Linked DNA regions of Ovis aries: region 1 is linked to region 2. A link is a contact called in public Hi-C data. All regions are on one chromosome and are shown on one strand. The core of a region is the stretch at or near the end of the contact, and the rest is flanking DNA. Distances in the headings are between cores, read along the strand shown.

Region 1 (3,193 bases), core at 537-3,036, 430 kb after region 2:
TTTTCAGGACGATTGGTCACTAAGCCCTCTCCGGAATTCGAGCCCCTCCAGACTCCCTCGTTTAATCAGATCACCTAATTGGCGCTGCAGTGGCAGTGGCTAATAAAGAACCCTTCGGCAGTGGTTCTGCACCTCTCTGCCTCTGTCAGAACTCTCTGGGGACCTTGTTTAAAAGGAACAAGAAGAAAAGCCACCCCCCACCCCCGTTCTCAGGAGTATTTGATTCTGCACGTGTGGGTTGGGGGGAGCAGGGGCTCAGCCTGTGTGCTCTTAACAAGCTCCCCTAAGGGAGCTAAAGGTCGACATATTTAAAGTGTGGAATGGAAATAAGGAACAGACCAGGCTTTCAGCCCCTTCTTGTTATCTCTCTGACCTTAGGCAAATTATACCATCACTCTGTACCTCCATTTTCTCATCTTAAAAATGAAATTAGGGAATGCCCTGGCAGTCCAGTGGTGAGGGCCCAATGCTTCTATTGCAGAGGGGCATGAGTTTGATCCTCAGTTGGGGAACCAAGATCCTACAAGCAGCACAGCCAAAAAAAAAAAATATAAAAATGGGGAATGATAAAGTTCTTGGCTCTTAGGGTACATATGACAATCAAATAACATGAATGAAGCATTTAGCGCAGTGTCTGATACATGGTAGGTAGCTCAGTTAAACTTAGCTATGATTATGAATATATTATTGCATAATAGATCATTGATAAGAGCATCATTCTTAACACAACTAAAGCAGTAGGCATAGGGCTGGCGTATAAAAAGTATCAACAAATGTCAGTTTTATTATTATAGATATATATGCTGTATACTAGAGATATTGCTATGTTTAAAATTATCTTATGTATTATAGATTTAGAATTAGATGGTAAAGAATCTGCCTGCAATGCAGGAGACCCTGGTTCGATCCCTGGGTCAGGAAGATCCCCTGCAGAAGGGAATGGCAACTTACTCCAGTATTCCTCCCAGAGAAATCCCACCGACAGAGCAGCCTGGTGGGCCACAGTCCATACAGTGCAAAGAGTCGGACATGACTGAGTGACAAACACTTTATCACTATCTATGATATATATAAGAATATGAATATGTATTAGGCAAATAAATTATATATAATATACAATCCACAATAACATAATACATGTATTTACATATAATAAACTGTGTATGTTATGTAGTATAGCAAAATATATTGTCATGGCAAAAATATTAAAATTGTAATTTACCATTACGTGAGGCAGTGACCAGTGGGGCCGGCATCTAAGTAAGTGCTCATTAAATGTATGAAGCCTTTTTTTCCGTAGAGTTTGTAATATTCATTAGCAGTAAGACTATAGAGAAAAGGAAAAGCCACCAGGAACATTGAGGACTTTAACCCAAGGCAGCGGGCAGTTGTGGGCAGAGGGAGCCAGAGCTGGACTGGTGCCTGAGGTTGGCCTCGGCCAGAGGAACCCTGTTTTAATTGGGATCCGGTTTGGAGAAGGCAATGGCACCCCACTCCAGTACTCTTGCCTGGAAAATCCCATGGACAGAGGAGCCTGGTGGGCTGCTGTCTATGGGGTCGCACAGAGTCGGACACGACTGAGCGACTTCACTTTCACTTTGGCAGAGGAGGAAGGGCGCGTCTCCCAGGCCTCCAGCCCTCAGTACCGGATTTGCCTGCGGATGCAAATGGCCGGTTACTTGAGACGTTTAGCGAGTCAAATAATTCTCTTCTGTTGTCAGCTGGTCCCCCCAGCGCCGGGGATGTTATGACAATGGTCGCCCTGGCAACCGCGGGAAGGCGTTGGGCCGCCGGGGCTATTGCTTTACCCTCGGAGAGCCTGGGTGGCAAAGCCAGGGCCTGGTTGGCCTGGCTCTGAACGTGCAGCGCCCGCTGGAAAAGCAGTTGAGATTTCTGGATAGAGGCTTCGGCACTTACCCCCACCCGCCTCCTCGCCAATGATGCTAGTTCATAGAACGACCAAGAAAAATGTCTTGTATTGCCAGGCACTGATCTGAAAGCTGGGAGGAAAGACGGGCAAAAGCCAGTGCTCTTTTGAGCTGATACTCCGATGGGTGTGTGAGATGATGAGGTGGGGTGAGGGGGGTGGGGGTGGGGGGGTAACCATGGAAACCAATAAACAGGATAATTTGTGGGATAGCATGAGTGCTCCTGAGGAAAAAAACAGGGTGCTGTGATGGTGACATCGGGGGATGGTTGGGAGGGGATGACACCCAGAGGACAGGAAAATGCCATTTATGTCTAACGCCAAAGGAAAAGAAGTCTGGGCGGTGGGAAGACATGAATCGTTCGGATTTAGTGCTTTGAGCTCCTCACAGCTAGCCGGTTACTGTTAAAGAGAAGGCAGGAATGCGGGTGGCTGCTGACGGGCAGCCCTGAGGGGGTACAATGGGCTCTGGAGCCTGCCTGTTCATTCGTGTGATGTTAAGGCCAGTTATAGCTCTCCTCAGCCTCAGTTTCCTCATGTGTAAAATGGGCATGTGAACCATGAGGTTCACACGAGATGCTCTGTGAAAACCCACGTAGATCCTCGTTCTGTATTGCACTCCTTTCCAGTGCCCCCAGACTCTGCTTTAGTTTTTTTTGTTTTTGTTTTTGTTGTTTGTTTTAATTGTGCTTTTTAAAACCATCTGAGTGGTGAAGGTTTTGAACTCCAGCAAACCAAACCCCAGGGGCTTGCTCATGGGTCTCTGGGTTTATCTTGGTTTAGATTCTGAGTGAAAAGTACCCATTTTCACATTAGAGATTTCAGACATGATTATTTATAGCTCTGTCACATGTCTTGACTTTAAACTTTTTTTTGTTGTTTATGCTGCTAAATTTATCATCATGCTAATACCGAGTACTGTAATAAGGCATGGAAGATGCTGAAATCCAGGAAGGTCTGAGAAATTATTCCATCTATTGTGGACAGTGCCAGGCTGCCCCCTGGTGGGAAGCTGGGGAAACACACATCTCCGTTCCTACTCTTCCCAAGTCCTGTGATCCTTCTGACCTCAGGCCCGCAGAGACCTGATTTTGTATCCGACAGTACAGGGGCCAAAGGTGGTGGGCTCAGTTTGGATGTGCTGTTTCCAGATACCCAATGCTTCTCACTTAAAGATGGGATTTCTTTGGACGTTTTGCAGTTCAGCTCTGCATGGACTTAAATTGAGGGTGACCTAAAAAGAAATCAGGACACCTGGCATGGTGA
Region 2 (3,061 bases), core at 357-2,856:
TGTTCCTCACACTTGCCAAACTTCAGTAATGATAATATAGACTGTGGGACTGAAAAAATAACACCTGAGCTGCTGCTGCTGCTGCTGCTGCTGCTGCTATGTCGGTTCAGTCGTGTCCGACTCTGTGCAATCCCACAGAGCCCACCAGGCTCCGCCATGGGTTGCCATTTCCTTCTCCAATGCATGAAAGTGAAAAGTGAAAGTGAAGTCACTCAGTCGTGTCTGACTCTTAGCGACCCCACGGACTGCAGCCTACCAGGCTCCTGCGTCCATGGGATTCTCCAGGCAAGAATACTGGAGTGGGTTGCCATTGCCTTCTCCAACACCTGAGCATCATTAAGCAAATCCGTACCTTCTGCTCCCTGAGCGTGTTTCCCCAATGGTAAACACTGAGTATTTTTATCAAGGACCAGTTCACATCCTTTAAGCCAGTGTGTGTGCTTAGTTGCCAAGTCCTCGCTGGCTCTTTTTGCGACCCCATGGACTGTAGTCCACCAGGCTCCTCTGTCCATGGGATTTCCCAGGCAAGCAAAATGGAGCGGTTGCCATTTCCTTCTTCAGGGGATTATCCCCACCCAGGGATCGAACCCGTGTCTCCTTCTGTATTGGTAGGGGGATTCTTTACAACTGAGCCACTAGGGAAGATCTGCTTTAGGCCTGAAGCTCATTTAATCCTGGCACCTACGCCAGGAAGCAGGTACTACTGCGAGCCCCACTGCTGTTAGAGAAACTGAGACTCACAAGCTTAAGTAAATTGCCTGATATCATTAAGCTGGGTTCATTGAGCCAAATTTAGATCTAATTCGATCTGGTGGATCTCAGGTCTCCTTTCAACCAACCTGTGAGCGGGGCTGCCTTAAGCATTTTCCGGGGGGGCGGGGGGCGCGTGGGGGGCGCGTGGGGGGCGCGTGGGGACACTTTGGTAACTAAGAAGCTAAACTGGGCTTTTGCTCAGATCCTCTCAGGAACTAAAAGGCGAGGAGTGCTCAATAGACCCAATGAATGGCGGCTTTCACTCCGACCGGTGAAAAGCTGAAGTTCAGAGACAGCTGGGAGGAGACGAGCAGAACCTTAAAGGGACCTACAAGCTCTGATAACAGCTCCTTAAGACCCTTCTCCGCGTTAACTGTCGGCAACCAAGTCCTCAGAGGTTCCCCCTTCCCCAACACAGGTCGGGGGAACTTCCGGGAGCCGCGCTCCTCCGGGAGGCCCCTCCAGCCGACCCCCAAGGCCCAGAAGTTGTCCCCGCCCCGCCCCCAGACAGCCCCACCCCTTCCCGCAGCCGTCCCACCCCGGCCCGGGGCTGCCCAGCCGGCGGGAAGACGGACCTTCGTCCGACTCGCGGCCCCGGCAGCTGCGCTCGTCATCCTCGGCGCTCTCCAGTTCTTCGTCCTCCTCCGGGTAGTACTCCGGGGCCGGCGGCGCTCCAGCCGGGGCCGGAGCAGGCGCCAAAAGCCCCGCAGCACTCATGTCGCCTCCGCCCGAAGCTGAGCGTGCCCCCCGGGAACCACAGCCACCCGCCCTCCAGGCTCTACGTCCGCGTCGCAGCGCCTGAGGGAGCCGCCGACTCCCAGAGCCGGAGCGCCGGCGACCCCTTCCCCGTCTTCGCCAAGCCCCGCCCCGCGCGCCCGCTCTCGGCAACGGGGGCCTCGCGCCTGCGGCAACTTCCGGGTCGCGAGCTGCCTGACGACCGCCTGACTCCGCCATCCTAGAGGGAGTGGCGAGGCTGCCGGTCGCCCTCTTCGCCTTAACGCCATCTCCTTCATCGCCGTCTTTAAAATCCTCGACGGGTAGAGGGGAGGGGCACAGACAGGCTCTCGAGTTAGGCAAATTCTTGGGCAGGCCGGACCGCGGCTAGGACCCTAACGCTCAGAGGCACCTACGGAAACAGCCACCAGGCGGCGCCTGGAGCCAAAACCAGAGATGCTTTTTTAGGGACTTGGGAGGCAAAGGGTTCCCAGGGCTCTCCTACGTAGGTGGAGGTGGGCCTCTTACTTAAACAGGTGAATGGTATGAACCATCCTGTTTATAGGTCGGGAAACCTAGACATTTAGAGTTTGAGTGATCATCCGGAAGAAAAGGAGCCCAGCTCCTCGTCTGACTGCTTAGAGCTTTTGAAGAACTAAAATGAAAACGAAGATGCCATGCTGGAGCCAGCAAAACTGTATCTTCCCAGTCGGTGGGAGGACTTTCCGCTTGTGTAGGTTTGCTCAGTACGGTATTATCTCGATTTTACAGATAAAAGAGCTGTCAGTTTCCTTAAAAAAAAAAGGTAACGGCCAGCCTGCTTTGTTTAGATTGTCACCCCTAGGTCCTCTCCGGTACAGCTGCCTTATATTTCTCAGAATATAAATTTTTTAAAAGGTTGTTTTTCCCAATCCAGTAACTTGCTAACCAACTCTCAACTGAGCAAGTGGAACATGTGCCTGCAGAAAATTAATTAAACACAGGTAAGGAAGGCGCTAGCTGGTAACTTGGAAAAAAGAGTTTAATATCTGTATGAATTCATTTGTGTGATTACTCTGAGTAGAAGGGGACATGGTATTATAAGCTTTACTTAATGAACAAATTGAGGATGTCCCTCATCCAGGTGTGTGTAGTAAGAAAAGGGGTAAAAGGGCCCAGAGATGTTTAACGGTTTGTCCAGAGTAACACTATTCTTCATGTTGCACCCAAATCATAGGGCTTCCTTGGTGGCTCAGTAGTAAAGAAACCATCTGCCAATGCAGGAGACTCGAGTTAGACCCTTGGGTCAGGAAGATTTCCTGGTGAAGGATATGGCAGTCCACTCCAATATTCTTGCCTAGGAAGTCACATGGTCAGAGGAGCCTGGCAGGCTACAGTCCAGGGAGTCTCAAATCAGTCAGACACAACTGAGTAACTAAACAAGTCTCCATAAGAAATAATAATGTACAAGCAGTAAAGTTGAACACAGATGTAAAAGCCAGGATGGAACCCAATATCAGATCCTTTGTGACCAAATTTATCTCTAAATTGGTCCCCATAGGGACTTTTCAAAAAGAAAAATTTATTTCTCATCCCATTTAACATTTCTTATTTT

Evidence for each region. Hi-C and Micro-C count contacts between places; a contact is called where the count stands out from the background.
Region 1: a contact with region 2 is called in a Hi-C map of hypothalamus, with 5 times the contacts expected there. The contact joins the enhancer-like site here to the promoter of SUDS3 in region 2. A contact is called at or near these places in 4 of 16 Hi-C or Micro-C datasets (hypothalamus, liver, muscle and 1 more).

The regions. Positions count from the first base shown.
Region 1 is chr17:57,323,160-57,326,352 of ARS-UI_Ramb_v3.0, forward strand. The region is part of intron 1 of KSR2 (kinase suppressor of ras 2); the gene reads left to right. Among named protein-coding and RNA genes, the nearest start is that of KSR2, 80 kb to the left of the region's middle. Within about 2 kb of position 1,787, at least 6 of the 54 cell types and tissues checked have an H3K27ac peak or open chromatin away from gene starts, as enhancers often do. A contact at or near this core is called in hypothalamus, where this site is marked.
Region 2 is chr17:56,897,116-56,900,176 of ARS-UI_Ramb_v3.0, forward strand. SUDS3 (SDS3 homolog, SIN3A corepressor complex component) reads right to left here and starts at 1,607. Exons shown (of 12, transcript XM_015101645.3): 1 at 1,329-1,607. The coding sequence starts at 1,470.